Linked DNA regions of Mus musculus: regions 1, 2, 3, 4, 5 and 7 are each linked to region 6. A link is a contact called in public Hi-C and HiChIP or PLAC-seq data. All regions are on one chromosome and are shown on one strand. The core of a region is the stretch at or near the end of the contact, and the rest is flanking DNA. Distances in the headings are between cores, read along the strand shown. Region 1 has its middle 66 kb from the start of Gm34972. Region 2 has its middle 49 kb from the start of Gm34972. Region 3 has its middle 33 kb from the start of Gm34799. Region 4 has its middle 72 kb from the start of Gm34799. Region 5 has its middle 94 kb from the start of Gm34799. Region 6 holds the start of 6530411M01Rik (RIKEN cDNA 6530411M01 gene). Region 7 has its middle 120 kb from the start of Gm34799.

Region 1 (3,672 bases), core at 366-2,865, 910 kb after region 6:
TGTTTATTGAATAACAACAGTTGAAAATATTAAAATCATGTTCTACAAAAAAAAAAAAAAATCCTCTCTTAAGTCTCGGGTCCAACACAATTTTTTCACCAGCAGCCATTCAGTCTCCATTTTCCACAAAGTATTGAAATGTAAATCTCTTTGTGTAACAGCAAAGGATATGTTTTCTAAACTCAAGTTCTGCCCCTCACCCTGGGGAGAACCGCATAGGTCAAAGGCAAAGAAGATAAACAGCCATTAACAATGAGAATGGAAGGCGGGGTCTTTAAGTGAAGTTCTGAATAGATGAAACCAGATGGTTTGTTAGTTTTTTGTTGTTGTTTATTTTCAAAGAAAAATGTCTCCAAATTTTATCAAATGACTAACTTCTTATCACATAGTTAATTTTCAAAGTGTACCTAAAGAGCTTTGTAATAGAAAATTAGACCATTTTGAAACAGGATAGCCTCTGCTCTAGAGCTGTGTGCTATATAACCAGGGCTGGCTGTGTCTACACCAGCTCATTTCGTGCCACTCTGTGTCTGTCTGCTTTGTATGCAAATTCTTCTGGGAAGATCAGAGTCCTGCCGGGAATCTCTCTGATTTGGCCAGATATCCTCCAGTGCTAGTGTTAACTCTCAAACCCTGGGACAAATGTGAGATTCCTATTTAACATATCAAAGCTGAGCTGGCCGCCAGGATCTCCCAGCATCCTTCAGTCCCTACCTTGCGCCCTCTTATGCACCCCACCCCCACCTGACCCTGTAACTTTTCCAGCTGCTACATCTGGTCCCTGTCCCCTGCCTCCACTCTTCACATGGATCAGAGTGATGTCCTCTCTGGACTCTCCCAGATATCTCTGTGCTCCCTGCTCCCTTTTATCTACATACCGAGTAGCTGTCATGTCCTTTCCTTCCCCCCCCCACCCCCCCGTTCAGCATAGACATTTGATATCTTGAAATATTTGGCACCAGATAGCCCACCTTTCTCAGAAACACTCTCCTTTACAAAGCCAGCACAGTTACCAAGCACAACCTATAGGCAGGCCCATTTACATTCCTCTCGGTCAGCTGTTAAAATAGGGTAGTTTCTTTTGTTAATGTTTGGATGGATATAGGTCTTCCAAATGTGTGGAGGGAGTAGCTGAGGCAGATGGATGAAAAAGTGAAACAAAAGGAGGACATGACCACCTCCTTAAGTGTGGAGGAAATTTTGCTGTAGATGGAAGTCAGAAAGCCTGAAGAGCAAAGAGCCTAGGCTGGATGTGGCCCGCAGACTAACCTACCCCGAAAGGAGCCGGGGAGGCAGAGAAGCGCTGACCATAAGAAGGTCCTGGTGCCAAGAGATGGACATGGCCTCAATGGCTGAGTTATATGGGGAAGGGCAGCGGAAGCCCTGTCCCTTGGAAGGAGAGGCTTGAGGGTGTGGTCTGGGTGAGAAGTGGTGGGAGGAGCCACAGGTACTGAGTGTTTTGGGAACAGCTGGCCTCCATCAGCTTTGATATGTTAATAGGCACCTCAGCCATTTGTGGGTGACCTAACAGCAAGGTCAGAGGCTGAGACTATCTAGTACAAGTGTCCTCCCTCAACCACATTACCTCATCTGTTTGCCCAAATGGAAGCAAGCCAAGGAAGGATTAAAATACAACTACTAGCAAGTCATCAGCTTGCTCAGCCTCCTGCTCTCCAGTCCACGGGCACTCAAGTGTTCCTGTCATAGTGAGCTGTGCTGACCCCGGAGTCTACAGGGAGAGGACACGAAGCCTGGAATGACCCCTGTGAGCTGCCTGCGCGTAGACCCTGCAACTTCTCATCAGGACTGAGCGTGCAGCATGAGCAGAAGTAGTCCAGAGCCAAAGCTCAAAACACTGCTGCCAGAGTGAAGATCCACCGGTTCACAACACCCTCCAGGAGAAGATGCCAACTATTTTCCTGCAATTACACTGTTGCCACCCACCCTCTGTGTCAGCTGAATAAACGAATGAGCCCAATGGGCCGGAACCACAAACCAGATGCAAGCTAGGGCCAGTCCCCAGTCCCCACCCCCACCCCGTCCCCCACCCCCAGAGGGAAAGGACGAAGAACTAGGTTGAACACAGCGCCATTTTGGTTGGGTCTGGGAAGAAAACCCCTCTAAGAAAAACGAAGAAGGAACAACGCAGTGCTGGACATTCCCTCACTCCCATTAATTAGTAGCCCTCATGGCAGGACCCATTAATTTAACTTTTGGATGTCTGGAGCCCAGCCAAGATCTGCTCCCTCCATATGCTTAGCAAAGTGCAGAGCGATAACTCTGAGTACTGCTGACAGGCGCCATGATGGCACAGAGCATAGTCTTAGTGGCATCAATTTCTCCAAATTATCACTTGATTTTGAGGACCCCCCCCCACCCGCTCTGTATGCACTGCATTTGTAGCAGGTCTTGGCCTTCCAGGAGGTTCCAGGGCTTGATGCCCACCCTCAGTAATTGTTTTCCTTGGTCTGCTTTGCTCTCAACTAGCCAGAGTGCTACCCATCATGTCTCTCAAGTTCAGGCTGTCAAAGGAAGAAGCCAAACATCTCAGTCATGGTGCTTCCTGGGCTCTGTTTATTCTAGCCAGTGAGCAGGTCTGAGGAGATTTAGTGATAGTCGGGAAGCTGTGGGTTCTTGTAGGGTACTCACCAGTGAGAGGATGTGGTTAGATGACCTTGTGAATCCCCACCCGGCTCCCACATACCCACCCCACACTCATGTGCCTCTTTACATACAGAGAAAGAAGCATATCCATGCATACATACACACGCATACACACAGGCACACATGTATATACATAAACATAAGTAGGCACACACATACACATGAAGACACATGCATGCTAACTCATATACTCATAAATTCTCATATATACACAAGCACACATGTATCTTCATAGTCATTCATTCACACATATGTCTAAGCACACAATCACTCACACGTGTGCACCTCTGGACACATATATACACACATACATGCATGTAAATACATATGTATACACATATACAGGAACTCATGTATATACATAAACATGTATGCATATTAGCATACATAGAAGAATTTAAGTATACACATATATACAGGCTCGTGTGTACAGATACATGCATATATGTATGCACACAGGCAGGCACATACACAGATATGCACACATACTTTAGTTCTGCATTCCAAATTCTCACAGCGTTCCAATTCAGATTGATCCTAGCCTGTCCCTTGGCTGGCCTTGTTCAGCTCAACGGCAGAAGCACCCAGGCCCAAGCAAGCCCTGTGTTTACTGCCCATCAATTAATCAGGCTTGACTCGAACTCTTTCCAGCACGGCAGCTCCTTCCTCATAAAGTTTAAAATGTGTTGAATAAATGAATTGATCTAGTTACACACAGCCTGGCAAGTCACTGAACCACGCTGTGCTTCAGTTTCTCCATCTGCAAATGAGAAGAGCCCCAGCTGTCTCACGGGACCGAGGCGGGGATCATGGGAACGTGGCCGGCCAGTATTCACAAATATTTGTCCCTGCAGTTAAACTCATGGGTGGCTATTGACGCCTCACTATTGATAAGGTCTTTATTGACAGTGGTCCTGCCAGATGCTACAAGATGCAGAAGCCACAAAGGCAGAGGGGTCAGACATTGCCACCTAAGAAGCTCTTTGTCATGGCAACGGTGTGTATCGC
Region 2 (3,665 bases), core at 1,074-3,573, 930 kb after region 6:
TTTTCAGGGTGATGACCTTAACCCCTGAGCATCATGGGATGGTTGAGAACATTCCAGGCTGCTCTTCTATTTCAGCAGGGTTGGGCACTAGAGACCAGCAAGGAGAACTAGTGGTCCTGAACTCTGTGTTCTGACCCAGGCTGCTCAGACCCACCCAAGGGATACCACGAGATGGAAAGACAAAGAACATCGTCTTTTCAAGCTGAGTACATTCTCATTCTGCCGTCTCCCTGAATCCCCTCCCAGGCCAGAGATAGTCAAATCCAAATACACTGAAAAGGGGGAGTTGGGGGGAGCACTGCCTTCTCTTGTCCATCACTTAGAGCACAGCCCTGGCTTCCGCTCCTACAGGAAGGAGATGATGTTGGCTTCTAGTGAAGGGTGTGGGCTGGGGAGAAGCCAGACACAAAAGACAGAGCAAGGCCGGATGTTACTAACAGTCCAGCTTTCTTTTCAGGTTCCTGTTTAGCTAAACATTTCAAAGGAGGCAGTTTTCCAAGCTGCTGGTCTTCCCGGTGTGTCCTGGAGGCCTAGGGCAGTGTGGGGAGCCAAAGGGTGTCTGTTCATTCCATCATCACCAGGACTGGCTCAGTGTCTCCCCATATGACACCAACTGAAGCAACTGTGGAGATCATGTTTTCCCAGCATCCCACATCCATGGCCCTCTGGCTGAGTGGGTGAGCATCCCTCTGGGACAGCCGCCTGAGTCCCAGGCAGGTTGGGTAGACATTCTAGGCAGGCTAACTCCTTGCATGGAAGCTGTGTACCTTGCTTCTCAGTGAACACATTCTCAGGCTGTCTGCATGGCTTTCCCTTCTGCTTCTGCTGCTAGGTCAAAGGGTAGCATTGGTGGCCAGAGCTCCGGTACCACCCGAGAAGCACTTTGCTCTCTTTGAATTCAGGGATAGAGCCAACAACATCTAAAAATAGTGGTTGTCACACTTCACTACAGTTCCAAAGGAGGCCTAGGTATGAGGATCCATTCGTTGATTAAACTGATTTTGAGACAAATTAGCAAGGAGGGTGCAGGGCTTTCCTTTAAGATCAATGGAGAGAATGAAGGATGCATAAAAATCTTATAGACTATTCCCAACTTTATATGATTCAGAAAATGAATCTCAGCATGATACCCAGTAAAGCAAACACCGTACTTAAATAGCAAGGATTTTTTTCCTTGTATTTCATAATCATGCTCAATATTTGTCTCATTTTGTAGCTATGGGGAAAAAATAGAAAATCAGAGCAAATAAGAATGATAAATCCAATTTCCCAATTTCCTGTCCAGTAAGCCCTCAGCCCACAGTGAGGACTGACTGGCTCGGCAACATGTCGTGGTTCAATGTAGGAGCTAGGAATTAGATACCTGAAGTCCTAACTGGCCATGTTAGAGGGAAAAGGTTGTGAGGTGGAAAATGTTCTGAGACCCAGTACCAGAGCTACAAGGAATGTAGGAAGAGCCACCAGAATCCCCATCTAACACCTGCTTGAATCCAGGACGGCCAACCTGGCATCGACACAGGATCTTCTCCACTGCTGTGTTGAACAAAACAGACACTTACATTTCTAAGGCAATTTTCCTCTGTGTCTGAGCCAACTTTAATTGCAGAAATCATCTAGATGACAGGCTTTTATTACATCTGTACAGCATCTCACAGAAGTGCTTGCCACACAGCAGTTGAGAAAGGTCACCTCTCTGGCTGTCAGGGCTATCCATCTTGACCACAGAACACATCGACCTACCTGGGTAGCCTTCTCTGGTGACACATTTAAGGCCTTCTAAGTCTTTTAGACCATGACACAGCCCCTTGTTACAACTGATATAAAAGGTTAAAGTCTCTGACACAATTCTCACTGTCAGGGTCTCAGGGTCTATCCCAGGGCCTCTTAGTTTGTTTATTTAGTGCTTTTTAGACAAGATCTTCAACCCAGACTGACCTTGAAATCCTTATGTAGCTAGGGGTGGCTTTGAACCCCTGATCTTCCTGCCTCTGCTTCCTGCGTGCTGGAATTAAAGGTGTGTGCCACCAGGCTGGATTTGGCTTTGCTGAGGATGAATCTGGGGAGTTGTGCAGGCACTCTGCCAACTGAGCTCCATCCCAGCCCTCCTCTCTCACTTCTGTAAACCCCCTTAGAGGTGAGAAAGGAAAAAGCTACAAAGAAACACCAAGCTGGGGAAATTTGTTCACATAATCTTGAGGCAGAATATTTTTTGCTTAATTTTTAAACAGAACCATGATGTCACCAATTGCAATTACAGCCTGGTGGTTTAAAGTCCCATATGTTTGACAAATAGTGCCAGTCATTTGCCAAGTCTAAACATAACTAGTTTTCCCTCAGTCACAAGCTGTCTCCTTGTCTTCCACCAACTTTAGGATTTGGTTTCTTCTGCTCTTCTTGAGATGAGTGTCCCTGAAGACCTGGACAGATGCAAACTGTTTTCCTGCCTGCTCTGGTCTGTTTGCCAGGGAAAACATTCTATAAATTCTTTCAGAACCTCCCTGGTAATGAGTTTCTGTCCATCAGTCTCTGGATTTGGGTGAAGCATTCCTCCTGGCTATCCATGACAATGGGTACAACTGCCCTGAATGCATCAAGACCTACCTGGCCTGAGGGCCACCCATCACAGGCCTGTTTCAGAGGCAACAGAAAGTGCATGGTCTCCCCCCATTCCTCACTTCCAGCCATCCGTAGACACTTTGTAAAATCACCATCTGCATCTCAAACAGCTGCTTTTGTATTTTTACAAACTCATTCCCAGCATGGCTTATGTGCCCAAGCTGAAATTTCATCTCAAGAGTGGCTTCTGATGTACCCTGATTCTACAGTTGGGAGAGAGGATCGAATTAAGGATGTGGTTAAACCACATCCAGAACTAGGGAAATGCTATAGTATCCTTGTCATAGCAATACAAGTCAAATATTAAACTCCCGAGAGGCTGTCTCATTTGTATCCGTATCCATGATTTACATCCCAATTACTCATCACCATGGGAACCAGGTATTTTTGACTGACTAAAGAAAACATTGCCAAGATACAGATATCCTTTGGGAATGGGCTCCCCCACCCCCTTTTCAGTGCTGGGAATAAAGCCAGGTCTTTACCTATACTAGGAAAGCCCTCTACAGCTGCACTCTGCACCTAGTCCAAGCTTGAGCCTTTGGAGGGTGGGTCGTATTCACTGTAGCTCCTGTCCCGACACCAGATGAAACTCACTTTGTCTTTAAACACAGTATGACTTTACCTGGAGGACCATGAATATCTAAGTGTCAGACCCCATCCCAGGCCTGAACATCTGGCTCAGCATTAAGCAGGTGCTGTAGATGCCATGGGACTGGGGAACACGTTGTAAGGATGGGCTACTGGACCAAGGCTCTGAGATCTCACAGACAACGGATGACTGGGAGAAGAGACCCTGTGACTAAAACTCCCATTGAGTGCCTCTCCAGGTATTCCTTGACACGTCTGCCTGAGTTGTTTCTTCTTAAAATAGGTCTCAAGAATTTGAGCTAATCACAGTTTCTGGCATCAGGACAACTGTGGCCCTGATATTTGTCAAGTGATCACAAACAGACTTACTGAAAATTTAATTTTGACCTGACAGGTATGTTTTTTACATGTTAGTCAAATGCCACCAAATTATTAAAAGCACACCATGGAGAATTAAC
Region 3 (3,669 bases), core at 690-3,189, 770 kb after region 6:
AACCATCAGAGCAGTAGTGGTTGAGGGAGCCCACATGGCAGGCCTTCTGCCAGGCTGCAATGAGAAAGAGCTCATGGGGCTGGCTGAGGGACAGCCCCTGTTCCATGGTGTTTGCAGTCTCCAGAGGGGCTTGTCTGCTGGGAAGCCCCCTTTAAAGAGAGTTGTGGGAAGCTAACCTCTGACCCACATTTATCTGATTTTTAGCAGAAAATGAGAGAATATATTTATTAAACTCATTCACGGCGCCGATGTTGAGGCCCTAAGGAAGATGCAACAGTAACTCAAGTCACATTTACTCATTCCCCCACCCCAAGTTTTAATTTTAGAGTAACTTTCAAAATTAAAAAAAAAATGTAATAACCTTAGAGCCATTTAATCTCCTCCAGTGGTGCCATTCCTCAGGCCCATAGCTTATACTGAATACGCTTTCTCCTGAGCTCCGAAACATTAAAAATCACATAACACGTCCTTCCTTTCATAGTACCACATAGAACCTGTAGAAAATAGCTCTGGTCAAAATATCACCCAATATTACTAGAGACCGTAAGGGCTCCCTGCAGAATTTCATCATAACAATGGCCATAACAATAAAACTCTATCCCCGGATCATGCAGCGCCGTCATTCAGATGGCGAGACTCAGAATGTCACCCGCCATGGTGGCATCTGGTGACTTCTGTATGTTGATATATCTCTACTCATTTAGAGAGTGACAGCTCTGCTGGTGAAACAGAGCTGGGCACAGACACTGTAGATCCAACGTGACCGCACAGCATCCTCTAGTCTCAGACCGGCTCTCCCTCTCCGTTCACTAATGAGGCAACTAGGAGCTGAGGTTAATTGACTCAGCGCACACATTCGGAACAGGGAATGGCCGGCACCATGTCTGCAGCCTCTCTCAGCTCTAAGCCCTTCCACCACCTCACAGCAACCTGCTAGATAGCACAGACATGTTTTTAATGGCAAAATACAGTCATTTCCTCATGTCTGCTAAGAGCTTAAGATCAGAAACGAGTCACTTTTGTTCAGAAACAAATTCCATGAGAGACACCGGGAACCTGTGTTGATAATTACGCTCATAATTACCCATGTGCAGCAACCTCACAGGAAACAGAAATTGAAGGTGCTTTTTGCCCACAGCCTATTCCCACCTTACAGATCTGAGGAACCCAGGGAAAGGTGCTTCTCTGTGAGCCTCACCTGCAGAGAGGTAAAACTGGGTTGCAAAACAAGATAAAAGGGGATGAGAATCCCAAGGGTGGGGTTCTCCAACAATGAACCGCCAACCAAGGAAGATACAGAGGGTGGACCTAGGGCTGCCCACACACGTGTAGCAGATGCACAGCTCAAACTTCATGTGAGTCCCGGACAATTGGAGTCGGGGCTGTCCCAAAAGCTTTTGCCTATTTGTGTGATATGTTCTTCTAGCTGGGCTGCCTTGTCTAACCTCAGTGGGAGAGGAAGTGCCAAGCCCCACAGAGACCTGATGTGCCAGGGTGGGGGGATTCCCAGGGGGCCCCACCTGCTCAGAGGAGAAGAGGAGGGGAGATAAGGGAAGGATTGTGGGAAGGGGCGACCAGGAGGGGAGAAGTGAGTGAGATGTAAATGAATAAGTAATAATACTACTACTAACGATGACACTACTAGTAGTAGCAGTAATAAAGAAGGAATAGGAAGAATGAGAAGTAAAGGAGAGGAAGAGGGGGAGGGAGGGGATTGAGGGGAGACTGGACCTGCACAATTTTGTTTAAACCTTACTAAAGATACCTAAATATCATGAGGAAAGCATTAAAGGAACTGAAAGGTTAACAAAAGCTTCAAGAAACATCATTCCCTACAGCAAGGCGCTCTGCAAGTGACTGGACTTCCTAACATAAATGCCATTAAACATTTGACCTATTTCACTAACTGACCTTCTGCCAGATGCTCACGCAGCTGTGCGCAGGTCATCATGACCATGCCCTGAGGCTCCGATCATATAATCACGGGCATTCTGAAGCCCATGATGGATGAGCCCCTGCCTACATCTTTACTGTGGAGCACAAAATTCACTGATGGTTTGTAGATGGTTTGTAACAAACACCATCACACCCCGCTGTGAACACTGTCAAATCTGCCCCTCCTTGTGTTTCCTTCAGATTTCTCTTTAGACCAGAAAATAGTTCAGGGGCCTAGAGGGACGGCTCAGCGGTTAAGAATACACACGCTTGTTACAGAAGATCACGTTCAATTCCCTGTATGTGCACTGGGCAGCTCACAAGTGCCCATCACTTATAGGGGGAGTCTGAAGCCTCTGAGGACATTTGTACTCACATTCACGTGCTCACACAGCTACACAGGGCTAAAAAAATAATAATAAAAATAAATCTTTTAGAAAACATTTTAGGTGAAAGCCAACCCTGCCTTCTGCTTCTGCCCCTCTAGAGGTAAGGCCCATTCTGACCATGAGGTTTGCACTCCCATCTATATTTCACTTGCAGAGCTACCCAGGAGTGCTGTACATTCAGAAGACATAAAACTTTTCAAAATTTCCCAATGTGCTGGACACAGAATTATAATGTTATAAGTTCAAGTACAGCTTGCTTTCCCCTCCTCCCCCCTCCCCCGACTTGATATTATTTGTCTGACACTTCTTCAGGTTGAATGTATGCAGCTGGAATAAATTTAATGGCTCACATTGGAGATCTGGGAACATCTCCCTTGCTGTCAAGGGGGTCACCTGTCCTGTACATCTAATCTCTTAGCTCATCAGGGTTTTTTTTCTGCTCCTGGGTGGCAGAAGTCAAGCCCATCATTTGAGAGCAGCCAGGCTGATTCCCCCATGAGGCTACACCGCTGTCTGTTGGCTACAGCTCTGTGGTCTGGTGAGGGCTACAGGGTGCGCTTCATGTGTAATCACGGTGTGACTCCATGCAACACTGCACAGCCCCAAGTTCAGCAGGAGAGTTTTACACACTTCCACCCTCTGCTCAGTCTTCATCCTATGTGCTGCCCTGTAAATTCCTTCTGCAACTTTTATTTTTGCCAACTATGAAAAGTCAAGGACTTGACTCTTTAATCTTCTTGTTGGGCCAATGGAAATCAGCCATGGTGGGGGCATTTCCACCAAGGACATGGGCAAACGATGGAAATTAGGACCTCTGTTTCTGGAAATTCACCAGTACGTCGCTTTATAAACCAGAAGACATCACTATTGTTGATTCTTGAATGTTTAATTACTTCAAGAAGACTTACAGTTTGCTTCGGGTGTTTTCTCACTATATCTTACAATGCATGCCTACTGTTGACTGATTTTTTTTTTTTGACTCACTACAAAAGTGTTGCTTTGAGAGACGCTTTTCCTCGGCACAGAACTCTTTGTGTGCAGTTATCTGTTTCCTCTCAGTACTGCAATGTTGCCAGGCTGATATCTTCAGCCTGCTTTCTCCTAGCAAGGAGACTGCCTTCAATCCTGTCAGCATCCTCTGTGCAAGGCTTGTCTCCTCCTCTGCCTGGTGTCAAGATTTTCTGCTTGCTACTCATTTTAAATGCTTTTACAATACCCGTAGTTTCCTGACTTTTGCTGTGTCCCCTCTCCCTTAGTACTACATTGCTGCCTGTTGGCTACAGCTCTATGATCTGTTGTGTGTTTGTCCATTGCTGCAAAGAGCTCTGTGGTCTGTTGTGTGTCT
Region 4 (3,491 bases), core at 684-3,183, 810 kb after region 6:
ATGGCCACAAACATGCGCACTCGGTCATGGGACCAATGGAGTAGTATCACTCAGGAACTTGTAGACAGCAGGAGCAAACCCAACCCAGTCACACACATGTGTCATCACGAGATGCTTCAGGCTGCAGAGGAAGGCTATGAGGCTGAGGGTCAGCCTTACATATCAGTACACAGGGCTTGTTGAAATCCCAGGCACAGGGAAGAATTTATCTTGATCCAGAAGAGAAAAAAAAAAAAAAAAGACAGCACAAAGCAGGCTTATTCTGACTTCTGTCCATGAAGCCAAAGCAGTGTCACCTTTTGATTATGGCAGCAACTGCCAAACTTGATGTCCATCTCATGCTTTTGTTTTGACAAAACACTCTTAATGTACACTATCTTTATTGCCTGGTGACCACCGCACCAGTGGAAGCCAATGAGCAGTTACAGGGGCCTGTGTTATCTGCTTCTGGGTTTCTGTCTCTCACTTGTCAGTGCTCTGTCTCTGTTCCCCAGACTGGCTCTTCCACTTTGCATTTCTGCCAACACCTGATCCTGGCTTTATCAGTTCTTAGCCACTGAGCCAGTGTTCCCCTGATAAGAAAACTCAGAGAGAAGAGAAGCTAGGAATTCTTTGGGACGTATTTATTTACATTTCCTGCCTTTTAGACAATTTAAATTCAAACATCTGTCCTGTCTTCCTCCCTGAAGTTTAACCTCGAGAAGAAATTATTTCAGCAAAGAAAAAAAATGCATGAGCCCTTAGTTTTGAGGACTCCTTCCCCCATTACCCACTAAGTTAACTTCACAGACCCTCCACCTCTGCCTGTGCATTTCTTATCAATGCCCCCAATTGCTTGCAAATTTCGGGAAAGCAGCCGGTACCGAATGTAAGATCCGGACCTCTCACTCTTACAGCTGCTGATTCGGCCACATTCACAGGTTAGTGTTTGCTAGAAGAAAGGGCTAGAAAGCTCCTGTAGTCGTCGTAAATACCTATTCTCCAGCCGCACAAGCCTGACGCGGAGTGTCATTTCCTCCACCACATGGAGAAACATTAGTCTTTCCTTAAAAGGGGAGAGCTACACTTTTGATGCAAACTTTGCCCCACTCTGAATGATATGTGTGCCTTTTATGTTTATTAAACTGCTATCCAGCAGAAAAAAAAAGCAGCCTAATATTTTGACATGAAGGTCATTTGAAAGTTTTACTGCTTGCAAGGCTGATCCATTTTGTTGACAAAAAGCTCTCTCAGGGATCCCTGAGGTATCCCCGCCTTCCTGACTCTCCCAGAGTCTGACATTTCTTTCCCCCTCTCTCTTCACCTCTTCCCACCCATTAAATAGGTCCCAATGAATGACTAATTGCCACCTCATTAAGGTTGTCCCAATGAATGATGCTATGGCATTCGGAAAGGATTTGAGATAAACACCCAAATATCCATGATACTATAGTGAGGCTTCGTTTGAGAGGGGAGGAAGAAATGGAGATGCTACAAGCTCCGCCTATTCAGCAGCAGGAGCTGGGGTACCAGAATAAGGCACAGCACACACTTCAAAAACTGCAAAGGGTTCCACTAACATAGGCTCTTGGGGTGCAGACCTTCAAAGGTGCCTTGTTTTGCTGACATGGAAACCATAACAGAAGTGACACATGGTTCACCAGGGTGTCCCAGTGTGCCCGAGAAGGATAACAGGGAAGAAAGGGACTCCAGTCATAGGCACCCAACAAAGGACTCGAATGGAGCAAAACCGGGGAGGAAGTGAAGTCTCTACAGAGAGCCAACCCCCACCAGAGGACAGGAGCGACAGCAGCACAGCCCGGCCTTCATCTCTACAAAACACACAGCATTGCTTATTTTATCATTTGAACACTTCGAAAACAGAACAGGAATGGCGGCTGGTTTCCTTCCACTTTAAGGACACAGAAATCATTGCGTCCCTGAGAACAAAGATGGCCTTTCACGCTCTGCTCGTCCCGGCATAACATTAGCAATAACAGAACAGCACAGACAGTAGCCCTGAGGTAAATCAGACCTCACAGCCACCACCAAAAACAAAAACAAAAATAAAAACAAAAACAAAAACAAAAAGCAAATTACCAGAGAGCAAAGTGCAGCAGCACCCTCTAAAATGTCACCTGTACTTTAAAGGGCTCCGTCTTTATTTCTTTATTTATTGCCTGCATTCAGGATCCTGTTGCCAATATTGATCATGGGGTGTTATTTTCTCATTTCAGTAACAGCCCGGCACCTGATTCTACTTATAGCGTCTCCAGAAAGAAACATCAACCTAATAAATGAAATCACATGACAAGATCTGGCTTTATTTATTGTTTATTTATTTATTGTCTCATAATTACACTGAAGTTGCTTTTCTTTCTATAGCCACCCCAAATGCCATGGGATGAAGCTATGAATGCAGGGGCCCCTTCAGCTTCTAGTGAGAGACAATTACCCAGAGCTAAAAGCACAGAACTAAGTAATTATCATATTTGGCCAGGAATTCTCTGCAGCTAAAGAGAAGTGAGGTGCTGAACATCGCTCTGTGGATGGCAGGAACTTATTACCATTTGTTAAGTCACGTGTCTCTGAAACATCTCAGCAAAAACCGACATTATACAAAAAGCCACACTTGATGTCTCTCTGTAAGGTCCATCTGGAGGGACCCACTGTCACAGCACATGGGAGCCAGTGTGAATGCCCACAACATTTAGCCAGCATGGGCAATTCTTACATTTTAATTTAGTTACTGGTGGGGGAGACATGTGGCAATGTGGAGGAGGTCAGAGGACAGTTGTCCAGAGCTGCTTCTCTCTTGCAAGCCCCAGGGATTGAACCCAGGTTGTCACACTCACTCAGCAAGCGACTTCACTCGCTGAGCAGGTCCCTCATCGTGTCTCTGAAAGAGAAGCGGGATTGACTCTAATTGGGGCTAATGTCCAGGAGACTCACATTCGTTAACAGCCTTGTCATTCACCTGACACACGCCAGGCAGAGTGTTTCTGTAGCACAGGTTAGCTCCTGGTTCTTCCCATTCACTCTTGTGACAGTCTAAGCCATGTAAGAATTTATAGACAGGTGATAAAAGACTCATCTATCATCTATCTATTATCTATCTATCTATCTATCTATCTATCTATCTATCTATCTATCTATTGTCCATCCATTTACCATCTACCCACAATCTATCATCTATCTACCATCTATCTATCTATCTATCATCTATCTACCATTTATCTACCATCTATCTATCATCTATCATGTATCTATCTATCAATCATGTATCTGTCTGTCTGTCTGTCTGTCTGTCTACATAGAGTCTTATGCATCTCAGTCTGGCCTGGAACTCTCCATGTAACTAAGGATGACCGTGAACATCTGGTCCCCCTGCCTCTACCTTCCAAGTGTGTAACCACAGGCAGGCACCAGCAGGTCTGATTTTTGCCATGCTGGGAAATGTAACTGGAATTTCATACACTCTAAGCAAATACTCAAGTGACTGATATCCCAGT
Region 5 (3,611 bases), core at 545-3,044, 830 kb after region 6:
GCCAGCCTAGCCAATCTCAGCTTTAAGTTCAGAGAGATCCTGTCTTAAAATGCAAGAAAGAGCTGTTGAGAAAGACATCCGACATCAACCTTTGACCTCCACACCCATGCTTACACACACACACACACACACACACACACACACACACACACACACACACAACTTAGTATCAGGGAGTAAACTAACAATTTTCATTTATTGTTGAATTGCATCCTACCAACTTCATTAGAACTGTCTTATGTCTCCATTTTATGAATGAAGCCTGCAAGAGATTAAGGTTACTAATGGTAAACAAGGTGATAGAGCTGGGCTTTGGATACAACCCATCTGGCTCTGAGTCCCCATGCATCCTGGCAGATGTGTACCATACCAGCTTCTCTGTACATATGGCTATCAGCACAAGTTAGCCATTGTTGTTAAATGTCTAAGCTTGAAGACAAGAGAAAAGTGGCCTCACAGACTGCTGGGACTATCCATCCCCAAGTTCCCGTGTCAGGTTAACTGCTGGGACTATCCATCCCCAAGTTCCCGTGTCAGGTTAACTGCTGGGACTATCCATCCCTCAGTTCCTGTGTCAGGTTATCGTCATGTAAGGGAACCTCTATACCTCTTCATCAAAAAGAACCTGCAACTTAGTACATTGTCAAGCTGTGGCAGGCTCCAGGGAAGAAAGGGAGAACGAGTAGTCTGGAACACTCACTGTTGTGGTCCTCCTGCCTCAGAGAGCCGATTGGGCAGGGCAGGGATATCTGGATGACTTCACATGCTGGTCTGCTTTAACTGGGAAGTGGTCATTTTGACCTCTACACCCCAGCCCCCACTCTACAGCAGTTGTTCAGAGCATTGGATGGACTGAGATAGACCCTCCCTTCAGAACCCTTAGAACAATTCAATCCCTGACTTCCGCTCAATCACCATTCCTTATCAGACAAGGAAGGTAACAGATATTAATTCTCTCTCCTTCAAATTTTAATCAAACAGATTAAACAGAAGGACAATCTGGAAACCATGAGCTGTTTCCCTCTTTTTTTTTTTTTTTAAAGAGTTATAAGATTGCTCACTTCATGGAACAGACGTTTGCCGACCTCCATCCCGTGCCTTGAAATGATAATGAGTTCTAAAATCTTCCATAGAGATCTTTTGTTTTTACTGGGAAACTTGGTTTATGTATGGAGGCCACTCATTGTCGGAGTCTTTAATTATGTATTATGGAACAAAGGTGCACGTCCTCCCCATGTCAGACCAGGAGTGATGTTTCCAGAAGGGCCCTCATAACTACCATGAGCACAGAAAGTCATCCCTAGCAAACAGGACTTCGGGGGTTTGGGGGGGAAGTCTGGCCATGCTCCATTTGGACAGCCTCAGAAAGATGAGCACATGTGTTAGATTTCTGTCACTGATGGCACATCTAGAGAGGCCCTATGTGACTCCCTACCCCTAGCATCATCCCCTAGCCCCTCTCCCCATGTCTAATGTCGTTTAAGTCAAAACAAATTATTACTCTTGCAGAATATAAAAGCTTTCGAACGCATCTGTCCTTAGTGTCTCTATGCTGTTAAAAAAATCATGCAATTACTCACTTGGCATATCCCCCAGAACTAAATTCAGGAAGCATTTCAGAGCTTCCCATTCCGATACAAGCCTTCAAGGCAGAGGTGAACAAGCTCCCCATCCCCCACTCTACAGTTACCCTAAGCTAAGCTGCCAAGAGAGTGACCCCTCCAGCTCCCTCACGCCTTGGCTGTCTGGTTTTGCTTCCTCCACTGGCTTCCAGGAAGTTGCCACCAGGCTACTGGAGACTGAAGGATGCTTGAAGGTCAGAGCTGGAGTGTGTGGCCACATCTTCCAGAGGAAAGAGCAATGCAGAGATCCAAGAAGAGATGTCCTGGATAATGGATTAAGGATGAGTCAAGTCGGAGGCGCTTCCAGGAACAGATTCCAGCTTCCCGGCTCCTATTACCAGGATCCATCTCCACAGAAGAATCGTGTGAGGGCACAATGACCTCACGCATGTTCTGAGCCCAAAAATATTTGTCCTGAATGCTCTGCCAGCTCTTCTCAATCCATAATAAGCTGAACTTTAAATGAGCTCCTTTTAAAATGTGACAACAGGAAATGGCTCCTACAGCCCTACTTATAAATCTATGTTGACTTACAATTTCTCTCAGTGCTGCCTAGCTCATACCCAGAGCATAGGGGTCTTTGTTTCTGGACAAATTAATGAATCCTACAGAGTCTGTCCAGAAACTTCTGAATGTGTTAGGAAATTAGTAAACACTACTGAGGATTTGCCAGCTATGGCCTTTGACAAAGAGGTCATAGATATGCCCTGAGGCCTGGAAAAAGACAAACTCAGGGCTCACGTGGAAAAGAAAGTATCGAGCTAGATGATAGCTTAGTGGATAAAAAAGACTGGTGTAAGAGCCTGGGGACCTGAGTTCAAATCCCCTGCACCCATATAAAACAAAAAAACCCCAGAGCAGGGAATAGGCGTAGGTGTGGGATTTAGCAGTGCTGAGGCTAAGAATGAGGCAAAGACGGGTGGATCCCCTGGGGCTTTCTAGCCAGACAGTCAACAGAACATGTGAGCTCGAGGTCCAGTAATGGACCCTGTCTCAAGACAAAGTGAGATGCAATAGTGGGAGACAAAATTAATCTTGGCCTCTGTACACACATGCTCAGGAAACCTCACATGCATATACATGCATACATCTATCTCACACATTTACACAATTACACACACTCTCAGACATGTACACATATACACCACACTCACACACATATACCACTCACACTCACACTCATACTCACACACACCATACATATACTAACACAAAAGCACAGGAATACACACACATACACATGTACCAACACAAACACAACACACACACACATACACTACACACATATGCCTATACTGTACACTCAATACACATCATTAATCACACACATGTACATCATGCTCACACACAGATACCACACAAACATGCACTACACACTGACACACACATATACCACACATACAATACAGACACACAAACACACACATTCTTCCTATGCTTGGAGAAAGACCTTCATGAGCTTGTGGGAATGCTGTATATAGCAATACTCCTTTTAGCAGAGAGAAGGCAGCAACCCACCTTCTCTCTGTGTCTGTGACACCCATGCTCATGAAGGACATAAATATAATAAATCAGCCCTAAAACCATGGTGAGATGTCACATGAACATGGCTCAGCAGAGAAAGAGAAATTTCACAGTTCAGACTAACAAGGGAACAGTACATGTTCAGGCCTCTCTTCGAAAGACAAAATAAAGAAAAGTAATATAATGTTGTCACATTCTCAGATGCCCTTGAAATCAACATGTCTATGAAAATAAGTGGATGTTTCCAAAGTGCTGGAGAATGTGTTTGAAATATTTACTCAACAGTAAATGTTTTCCTGAAGCTAGTTTCCCACTGAATTCCTAGCCAACCCAACTATCCAAGTAGTGCCACAGCAAATATCACACTAGCCTGCATGCGTTATTACAATTTCTTAACTGCACAGCAATCAATTTCCCTAACATGAAGAGAAGTCTGGCAGCCCCTCACAAGGACGCATGGGAGGG
Region 6 (3,570 bases), core at 831-3,330:
TTCCTGGCAGTGACAAGGTCTGTGATGTGTGCCAGGCACCATGGAATGAGTAAGACACCGGCAGAGCTTGGTGTTAACACTGTCTGCTATGACCTACCACTTTTATGTTTGTTTCTTTATTGTTCTTTGAGTTCTATCATATTTGACTTCACTTTCAAAACATTAGTGAACCCAGCAGAGCACACACTTCCCAGAGCCTCTGAGTTTTGCTCTGTTTTCTAGGATTTCTTGATCCACAGTCATCACAGCGGGGCTCCATTCCTGTTTCTTCCCATCATGGAGAACAGGGAGAGCTTATTTTTCTCTATAAATTATTTTTTTTTCTAAATCAAATCTACAAAGATTAAAAGATGTAATGAACATTAATAGCGGTTCAGCGCGTCAGTGTTTTATAGTCTGGGGACGGTCAAATTATTTGTTTATCTTTTGCTGCTGTGTTGTTTGGTTTTCAAACATGGTCTCAAATCTTAAAACAGACTAACCTGAAAGTTACTGGTCATCCAGGCTGACCTTTAACTGTGAGGCATTCACTTCTCTTAACTGGGTGAGTCCTGGAATTACCACGAGGCTTGTATCACCATGCTTACTCCATTCATTTTGTGAAAGCATTTTGATTATACATATACAACACACTCACACATACAGAACACACACATCTATATACATATATACACACATGTAAGTATGTGTATATATATTCATATACACATACACATATTAACCATTATGGTATTAATACAGGTGCTATCATTTCTACTGCTGAGAACGGAGCCCAGAAAAATATGAATATAGACCAATATTAAAATATAGATAAACTTATTATCCTTATATCTAAATATTATCTACACATACACATTCACACATGCACACTACTCCATAAGAAATGGCAGCCATTTAAAGGTAATATGTGAGATGCTTTATGAAAAAATATAGACACAGCCCATGCATCAACATTCCTCATACATGTATATGTACATAATCAAGGAGTTTACGTGAAAAATGCAAAATACAGAAAATACTGCTCTGGGTGGGTTTCATCTAGAATCCTTTTGCGTTCACACATTTCTCTAATTTCACATCGTATGATTCTGATAACAAAACAAAGGATAGACTCATTTCAGAAGCACCATTTTAGAAAAAGGTCATCTGCTCTGATAATTCTGTTCAGAAATGAACGGGGTCGGGGGTTTGGGGGTGTGGCCCACATGACACATTTCTAGGGCTCTTTTGTGCTTGATTTTGTCCCTCTGAGACAGCACAGTGGGCAGAGGAGCCCAAAGGGAACAGGCACAGCACACTCAGAGTTCCCCTCCCCCACTTTGCTCTCTGAAACTCTGCAGCCAACCTTATTGAATTCCTCGTAGCGATCCTGCCCAGTGCCCCGCTGTGGCCCAGCTGCTTTCCGGCACCCTCTCTGATAACAGAGAGAGGGCGCCCCACACCTGCTTCTGAGACTGGCTCCTTAGGGATGTTACTGTTGCCTCCTGGATCCTGTGCATGCTTGAGAAGGATCCCCGGAACGAGACATTATTATTTTCTCTTTTCTTCGCGGAAAAGAGGCTAAAAATAGGCACAGAAGCACCTTACAGCCTCCAGGCTAGTGGCTGGAAAGTCACCGTTCAGAGGTTAACGCGCCAGCATTAAGACAAAGTAAAGTAGCGAGCGCTCGCGATGTCACGGACTTGCAGAGTAAATAGGGGAGACAGGCTGCTCTGACGTGCTGAATTTATGAACTTTACTGTTCTGCTCCACCCAGAGCGCTCCCCTGCACTCATGGGATGCTGTTGCTGCATTTGCAAGCCACTGTCTCTTTCACCTCTGAGGCGCTGCATTTGCAAGCCACTGTCTTTCACCTCTGAGGCCTGGGAACCACAGCTCCCCTGGGGTCGCTCCTTGCATGGCTTCCGGAGCCTCCAGGGATCTTCAGGTCTCTCCAGGAACAATGCTGTGAGCCCGAAACTGCATTGTCTCAGCCGGATGTTTTGAGGAGGATCCAGGGCACGTTTGCCAGCTTCTAAACAGCATAGCACAACAGCCCCGCTTCTGTGAGTCTCTGCTTTGTGAATCTGCTTTCTGGACTTGTCCTTGCTCAGCACCCAAATTAGCTTAACAAGCTACGGAAATCTCAGCTCGACCTGGAGGCAGCAGTGGCAAGACAGAAACAGAGCTCCGAATCAATTGGCCAGAGGCGTGGGGGGTGGGGGAAGACAAAAGAAACATTGTGTCAAATTTATTTTCTGTACTCTTGGGATTGCAAGGAGAGCCTGAAAATGCTCACAGCGAGAGTGACTAGGGCCGGCTTGGATTTTTAGCTAAAATAAACCATATTCATGTCAAACTGCAAAGGGCACATTGGTTTACCGCGCGAGGGCAAAGAAGACAAACGGCGAAGTAGCGGCATCAAATAATGATCTGAAATTTACCACGGGTTCGCTCGGTACATCCTTCCCTAACTCGTGTATATTTCATTTAAATGTATCCATCAGTTTAAATAGGGCACTAGGTCCGTCCCGCCCTCCACCTGTGCTCTCAATGTTTCTCTGCGTGTCTGCCAGTTTGTGGGATGCCTGCAGCTAAGATGAATCAGAATACAAAGAGAGGGCTGACAGGTTCGTGTATGCCCAAGGTGAGCTGTGACCTAAAATGAGACTAGTTCTAAGGAAAGATGGATCACATGTGTCATGCATGCTGGACCAGCAGATGGCAGCAGAGCTCTGGGCTCCCACCACAGTGAAACTCCGTTCCCTCATCAGAGTGGTCCTATGTGCCCTCTGTGTCACTGACCCCAGAACAACATCTTTGATTTATAATCATACATGACTAGCATCTATCCCTTTTACTACAAATCTATGACATTAATTCAGAGGTCACCATTCTCTGAATGGGACATCCTGCTTACATAAAAAAGAAAAATAAAGTTTAAAGGCGTGGGGGAAATCACAGAACAAAATAGGGGGTATGTGTGTTTCCCCCGTCTTTGAGCTTCTTAGTCTATATTACCCCACAACCAAAACACAATATGTTGGTTGAAAGTGTTTTTTTTGCAACTAGTTCCTAGCATGAGGAAGCATAAGCCTTTAATTTCATCATCTGGGAAACAGAGACAGGAAGATGTCTGTGAGCTCAAGGCCAGCCTGGTTTGCATAATGAGTTCTGGGTCAGCCAGGTACAAAATGAGACCCTGTCTAACAACAAACAAACAAACAAACAACTCTTGCTTGGTTGACCATTCACAATCTCCCCATATTTAATAAAAATTTACCCCCAGAACTATTTTGAAATACCCTCTAACATAATATGATTAGAGATAGTGCCCAGAGCCAAATTTCACTTTGTCCTTAAAACCGCAGTCAGAGATTCTCCAGGTCTTCCCAGCTGTATTTTAATGGTTTAATGATTTTTCAAAGTAGAGGAGTTTGGGAAATTATAGGATTTAACAAATTGATGGCAGTTGGCCTTGTACAGGTTTAATTAAATTAGGGTTTAATTGACGAGATGGAAAGGGGTGGTGGGATTTTTCTCATCAGCATTCCGGGAGCATCAATGAAGATCTGCCTTGCCAGAAAGAGT
Region 7 (3,496 bases), core at 91-2,590, 860 kb after region 6:
GCCTATGGTGTGTGTATGTATGTGTATATGTGGGCGTTTGTGTATGCACATGTGTGTTCATGCACATGGATGGACTGTGTATGTAAAAGTGCATGTGTATATGTTTGTGGGCATATGTGTTCATGTATATGTCTGGATATCTGTATGTGCATATATGCATGTGTGTGTATACATGTGTGTGTGCTTTCATGTACCCTATTCTTCATATCCTTACACAGTTTCTCAAAGCAGAGGAGACAATGCCTTCTTTATTCATCTGACTTCACAAAGTCACCTTCACATCTGACACTGATCTCTAAGAAACAGCTGTCTGGGTGCATGCCTGCCAACCCAGCTACTGAAGAGACTGGAACAAGAGGACCACTTGAGCCCACAAACTAGGCACCAGCCCAGGCAACTAACAAGGCCCTGACTCCATCCCCTCAAGAACCTGTTTCTGATATAGATCATTATTCTTTCCTTTAACAAAACCCATATGTAGAAACTATCACTGCTCAGTATTGGATCCCCACCCAGGGATAGTAATTGGCTAGACACAGGAGACTGGAGGCATTGACCTTGTGGACTCTGGAACTAGCAACAATATGAAAATGGCACCCTGGCACCTCAGGTGGGACTAAATTGTCACCGACAAGGTCTGTGTTTATAATCCGTACTGAAAAGAGACTCTGGGGAGTGTGCAGATGGCTCACTTGGGAAAGCGTTTGCCACATAAGCATAAGGAGCTGTGTTCTATCCCTGGCACCCACCTAAGAGAACACACCTTAACGGTGGTCATGGAGAACCTCAGTACTGGGAAAGAAGAGATACCAGCATCCTGGAGCTTGCTGGCCAGTCTATCCAACTCCAGGTTCAGTGAGAAACACTGTCTTAGCATAGCAATAAGCTGGTAGAAAAAACGACTGAGAAACCAACCAATGCTATGCTCCAGCCTCCACACTCAGGTGCATTTGCACATGTACACACACACATGAGAGAGAGAGACAGAGAGACAGAGAAAGAGAGACTCTGAAGTTGGCATCCTAAGCCATTCCTTATGGAAGTCAACAGCTGAAATGTCCACATAACCAGATTCCGCCATGGAGCCAACAATTTGCTCTGGTTGGAAATCTAAGCTGTGGCAACAGCTGTTCTGCCCCTCACCCTAGTGTGGAGCTTTTCACACAAATGGCCCTCACAGCTGGGGTGTGGAACCATCTATTCTTTCAAGGCAGTTGTTCCCCCAAAGAAGTATTTGTTCTGTGTGCCCCACATTTTCCAGAGCACAAGACCAGGATGGCTGGAATCACTGTGCTGTTAGAGACAGAGGCACCAGGCAGCTGTCAGCCCAGGACCTGCATGAGTCTCGGCCCAGAGGATATCAGCTTCCTCGCAGCTGTCCGTACCCAAAACCCCACAGGCCCTCGGTGTAATTCTCATATGTGTGCTATTAAAAAAACAAAACCTTCTATGAGACAGAGATCCACACCAGGCTATCTGCCTCCCTATAGCTGTGAGAGCAGAGAGCCCGAGTCTGAACAGACTTTGCAAAACTGCTTCCTCATCCAAGCAGAAAGGTTAAATTCAATAGGAAAACATCATGCTAGCCCAAGTTGGTGTTTCTCTCAGGTTCTAAAGGAGTTCAGCAAGCGCCAGGTTTTCTCCTACCTCAGTATCCACACAGCAGCTGAGTACACTGTAAATTGCAAATACTCCTCTTTGAAAAACAAAGGAACAGGGTGGCCAGTTCTGTACATGGGAAAGAGCAATGTATAGGATGTCATACAAGCGTTTGGGATCAACAGCTACTTCAGCACAAAGGGAGAGAGGTTCTTGTTTGTTTGAGGCCTGGTAATTATAGGTGACCTTCAAAGAGGGGAATGGTCCAATAGGGGACCGCATCTCTCCTGAAGAGAATGCCAGTTCAGCAAAATGAGCTCCTTGGGGAAACCTCTGAGCTGGTGACACTGGCTCAAGTTTAATTTCACAAGAACCATGTAGTGATATAAATTGATGTTTCTCTAGAGAAATTCTGGGTTGTTGTTGTTGTTGTTGTTTTTATTCAGAGTCTTTAAAGGTATTATCTTTCAACTGTTGCCACTGGCTCTCTAAAGGTCTCTAATGGTTACATTGATAACAAGGGGACCACCCAAAAGTAACAGCCTAGACAGGAAGCCATGGAAGAGAACTAGTACAAATTGTGATAAGAGTACCAAAGTGTAGATCTCTGAAATTGATGGCTTTTGATAGGGGAGTGGGTGGGGGAAGGACTCAGCTTTCTTTAAGGGGCTGGCCACTGGGAGCTTGACCATGCTCCAGTGAGTATATGGGTAACACAAATTGGATGACCTTCTTCTTCTCTCCTCCTCCTCTTCTTCCTCCTCCTCCTTCTTCTTCTGGTGAGGGAGTTAACAGGGTGGAGGACAGACCTTGGAGGACTGGGAAGTGAGTATGATAGGGGAAGATAATATGAAATTCCCATCTAATCAATAAAAACAATATGTTGGGAAAAGAATGAAAAAAAAAAAAGGAATTTCTAGGCACTGAGTCACTCCCATGTCCTGAAAAACAAAAGAAAGTCAACCACAACATGTCCAAAAGAGGGAACAAGAGGGTCGAGAGGCCCAAGGAACTTCTAATGCCATCAGTGGTGATCAGAAGAAAAGTGTTCATACTGCAGTTGAATGGACATAGGACCTTAGTCTGAGAGTGAGTAAGTGCTCCCAGGCCAGTTGTTGCTATGCAGGATTCTCTTCTCCCTTCAACTGAACTGGAAACACTTGCTACCACATGTCCTAGCTCAAACCCACCTGCTATGGACATGAGACAGGAGAGCAGGGAAAGAGTGCCCACCAGTAACTGAGGGACAGAAGAACTGGCTTGTTGCCACAGCTCCACAGGGTCCACATTTGTGCCTCCTTTCAACAGATAACAAACTGAAATGACTCTGACCCAAGTTCATCTCCTGGGGATCATAGCAGAACCAAGTGGAAGGCTGAAGGCTGGCCAAGTTCATGCTCTTTTCACTGACCACCCAATCCCACCCAAATCTAAAGCTGTGACAGTGGTGACATCAGTAAGTGTCCCAATGAGAGTTGATAGAGGCAGGTGGACCAGTGAGCAAAGGTAGGCACAGCAGGAACCCTGGGTGGATCCACACATCTTGCCTTCAACAGTCAACTTCCCTGAGATGTTACTCTGCTTCTCCCATGTGGTGATGACTCCACACAGTTCCTGAGTTATTGTGAACAACAGAGGAGTGAACCTGGTACCCCCTGCCCCAAAAGACCAGCCTCCGGTCCTCCCATCCTAACAGCAACCCCTATCATAGTATCACCAGGACATAAACATATTATAACCTTCCAGTCTAAATGTTTTCTTGGTTTGTATTTGTGACTTTCTGGGTGTTTTATATATCATCTTCATTGTATCCAATCCTTACCACGAGACAAAATTCAATTATACAGTTAGAGTGTCCCCAACACTGAGCTGTGTGGACTGATCAGAGTTTTAAAAG

The links. A called contact is a pair of places that touch in the nucleus more often than the background predicts. HiChIP or PLAC-seq counts read pairs in DNA pulled down with a chosen protein or histone mark.
Region 1: a contact with region 6 is called in an H3K27ac HiChIP or PLAC-seq map of embryonic stem cells, with 6 times the contacts expected there. The contact joins the enhancer-like site here to the promoter of 6530411M01Rik in region 6. A contact is called at or near these places in 1 of 484 Hi-C or Micro-C datasets (cardiomyocytes) and 10 of 115 datasets of contacts at active chromatin or transcription factors (embryonic forebrain, embryonic hindbrain, embryonic midbrain and 3 more).
Region 2: a contact with region 6 is called in a Hi-C map of cortical neurons, with 2.9 times the contacts expected there. The contact joins the enhancer-like site here to the promoter of 6530411M01Rik in region 6. A contact is called at or near these places in 1 of 15 datasets of contacts at CTCF or cohesin (embryonic stem cells), 3 of 484 Hi-C or Micro-C datasets (cortical neurons and forebrain), 8 of 115 datasets of contacts at active chromatin or transcription factors (craniofacial prominence, embryonic forebrain, embryonic hindbrain and 5 more) and 1 of 9 other capture datasets (embryonic stem cells).
Region 3: a contact with region 6 is called in an H3K4me3 HiChIP or PLAC-seq map of neural tube, with 7 times the contacts expected there. The contact joins the enhancer-like site here to the promoter of 6530411M01Rik in region 6. A contact is called at or near these places in 2 of 15 datasets of contacts at CTCF or cohesin (embryonic stem cells and pro-B cells), 1 of 484 Hi-C or Micro-C datasets (embryonic stem cells), 5 of 115 datasets of contacts at active chromatin or transcription factors (SST interneurons, embryonic forebrain, embryonic stem cells and 2 more) and 1 of 9 other capture datasets (embryonic stem cells).
Region 4: a contact with region 6 is called in an H3K4me3 HiChIP or PLAC-seq map of forebrain, with 5 times the contacts expected there. The contact joins the enhancer-like site here to the promoter of 6530411M01Rik in region 6. A contact is called at or near these places in 1 of 484 Hi-C or Micro-C datasets (cortical neurons) and 9 of 115 datasets of contacts at active chromatin or transcription factors (astrocytes, embryonic basal ganglia, embryonic forebrain and 5 more).
Region 5: an H3K27ac HiChIP or PLAC-seq map of neural progenitor cells shows a contact between it and region 6, with 16 times the contacts expected there. The contact joins the enhancer-like site here to the promoter of 6530411M01Rik in region 6. A contact is called at or near these places in 1 of 484 Hi-C or Micro-C datasets (cortical neurons) and 5 of 115 datasets of contacts at active chromatin or transcription factors (embryonic forebrain, embryonic midbrain, neural progenitor cells and 2 more).
Region 7: a Hi-C map of myocytes shows a contact between it and region 6, with 7 times the contacts expected there. The contact joins the enhancer-like site here to the promoter of 6530411M01Rik in region 6. A contact is called at or near these places in 2 of 484 Hi-C or Micro-C datasets (cerebral cortex and myocytes), 6 of 115 datasets of contacts at active chromatin or transcription factors (VIP interneurons, differentiating embryonic stem cells, embryonic hindbrain and 3 more) and 1 of 9 other capture datasets (embryonic stem cells).

Annotation. Positions count from the first base shown.
Region 1 is chr17:10,078,501-10,082,172 of GRCm38.p6, forward strand. No RefSeq gene overlaps it. Among named protein-coding and RNA genes, the nearest start is that of Gm34972, 66 kb to the right of the region's middle. Within about 2 kb of position 1,616, at least 50 of the 459 cell types and tissues checked have an H3K27ac peak or open chromatin away from gene starts, as enhancers often do. A contact at or near this core is called in embryonic stem cells, where this site is marked.
Region 2 is chr17:10,095,613-10,099,277 of GRCm38.p6, forward strand. No RefSeq gene overlaps it. Among named protein-coding and RNA genes, the nearest start is that of Gm34972, 49 kb to the right of the region's middle. Within about 2 kb of position 2,324, at least 23 of the 459 cell types and tissues checked have an H3K27ac peak or open chromatin away from gene starts, as enhancers often do. A contact at or near this core is called in cortical neurons, where this site is marked.
Region 3 is chr17:9,937,807-9,941,475 of GRCm38.p6, forward strand. No RefSeq gene overlaps it. Among named protein-coding and RNA genes, the nearest start is that of Gm34799, 33 kb to the left of the region's middle. Within about 2 kb of position 1,940, at least 2 of the 459 cell types and tissues checked have an H3K27ac peak or open chromatin away from gene starts, as enhancers often do. A contact at or near this core is called in neural tube, where this site is marked.
Region 4 is chr17:9,977,123-9,980,613 of GRCm38.p6, forward strand. No RefSeq gene overlaps it. Among named protein-coding and RNA genes, the nearest start is that of Gm34799, 72 kb to the left of the region's middle. Within about 2 kb of position 1,934, at least 5 of the 459 cell types and tissues checked have an H3K27ac peak or open chromatin away from gene starts, as enhancers often do. A contact at or near this core is called in forebrain, where this site is marked.
Region 5 is chr17:9,999,442-10,003,052 of GRCm38.p6, forward strand. No RefSeq gene overlaps it. Among named protein-coding and RNA genes, the nearest start is that of Gm34799, 94 kb to the left of the region's middle. Within about 2 kb of position 1,795, at least 39 of the 459 cell types and tissues checked have an H3K27ac peak or open chromatin away from gene starts, as enhancers often do. A contact at or near this core is called in cortical neurons and neural progenitor cells, where this site is marked.
Region 6 is chr17:9,165,942-9,169,511 of GRCm38.p6, forward strand. It overlaps 6530411M01Rik (RIKEN cDNA 6530411M01 gene), which reads right to left and starts at 2,081. Exons shown (of 3, transcript NR_027881.1): 1 at 1,346-2,081. It overlaps Gm52287 (a long non-coding RNA gene), which reads left to right. Exons shown (of 2, transcript XR_003952250.1): 2 at 1-3,570.
Region 7 is chr17:10,024,166-10,027,661 of GRCm38.p6, forward strand. No RefSeq gene overlaps it. Among named protein-coding and RNA genes, the nearest start is that of Gm34799, 120 kb to the left of the region's middle. Within about 2 kb of position 1,341, at least 15 of the 459 cell types and tissues checked have an H3K27ac peak or open chromatin away from gene starts, as enhancers often do. A contact at or near this core is called in VIP interneurons and myocytes, where this site is marked.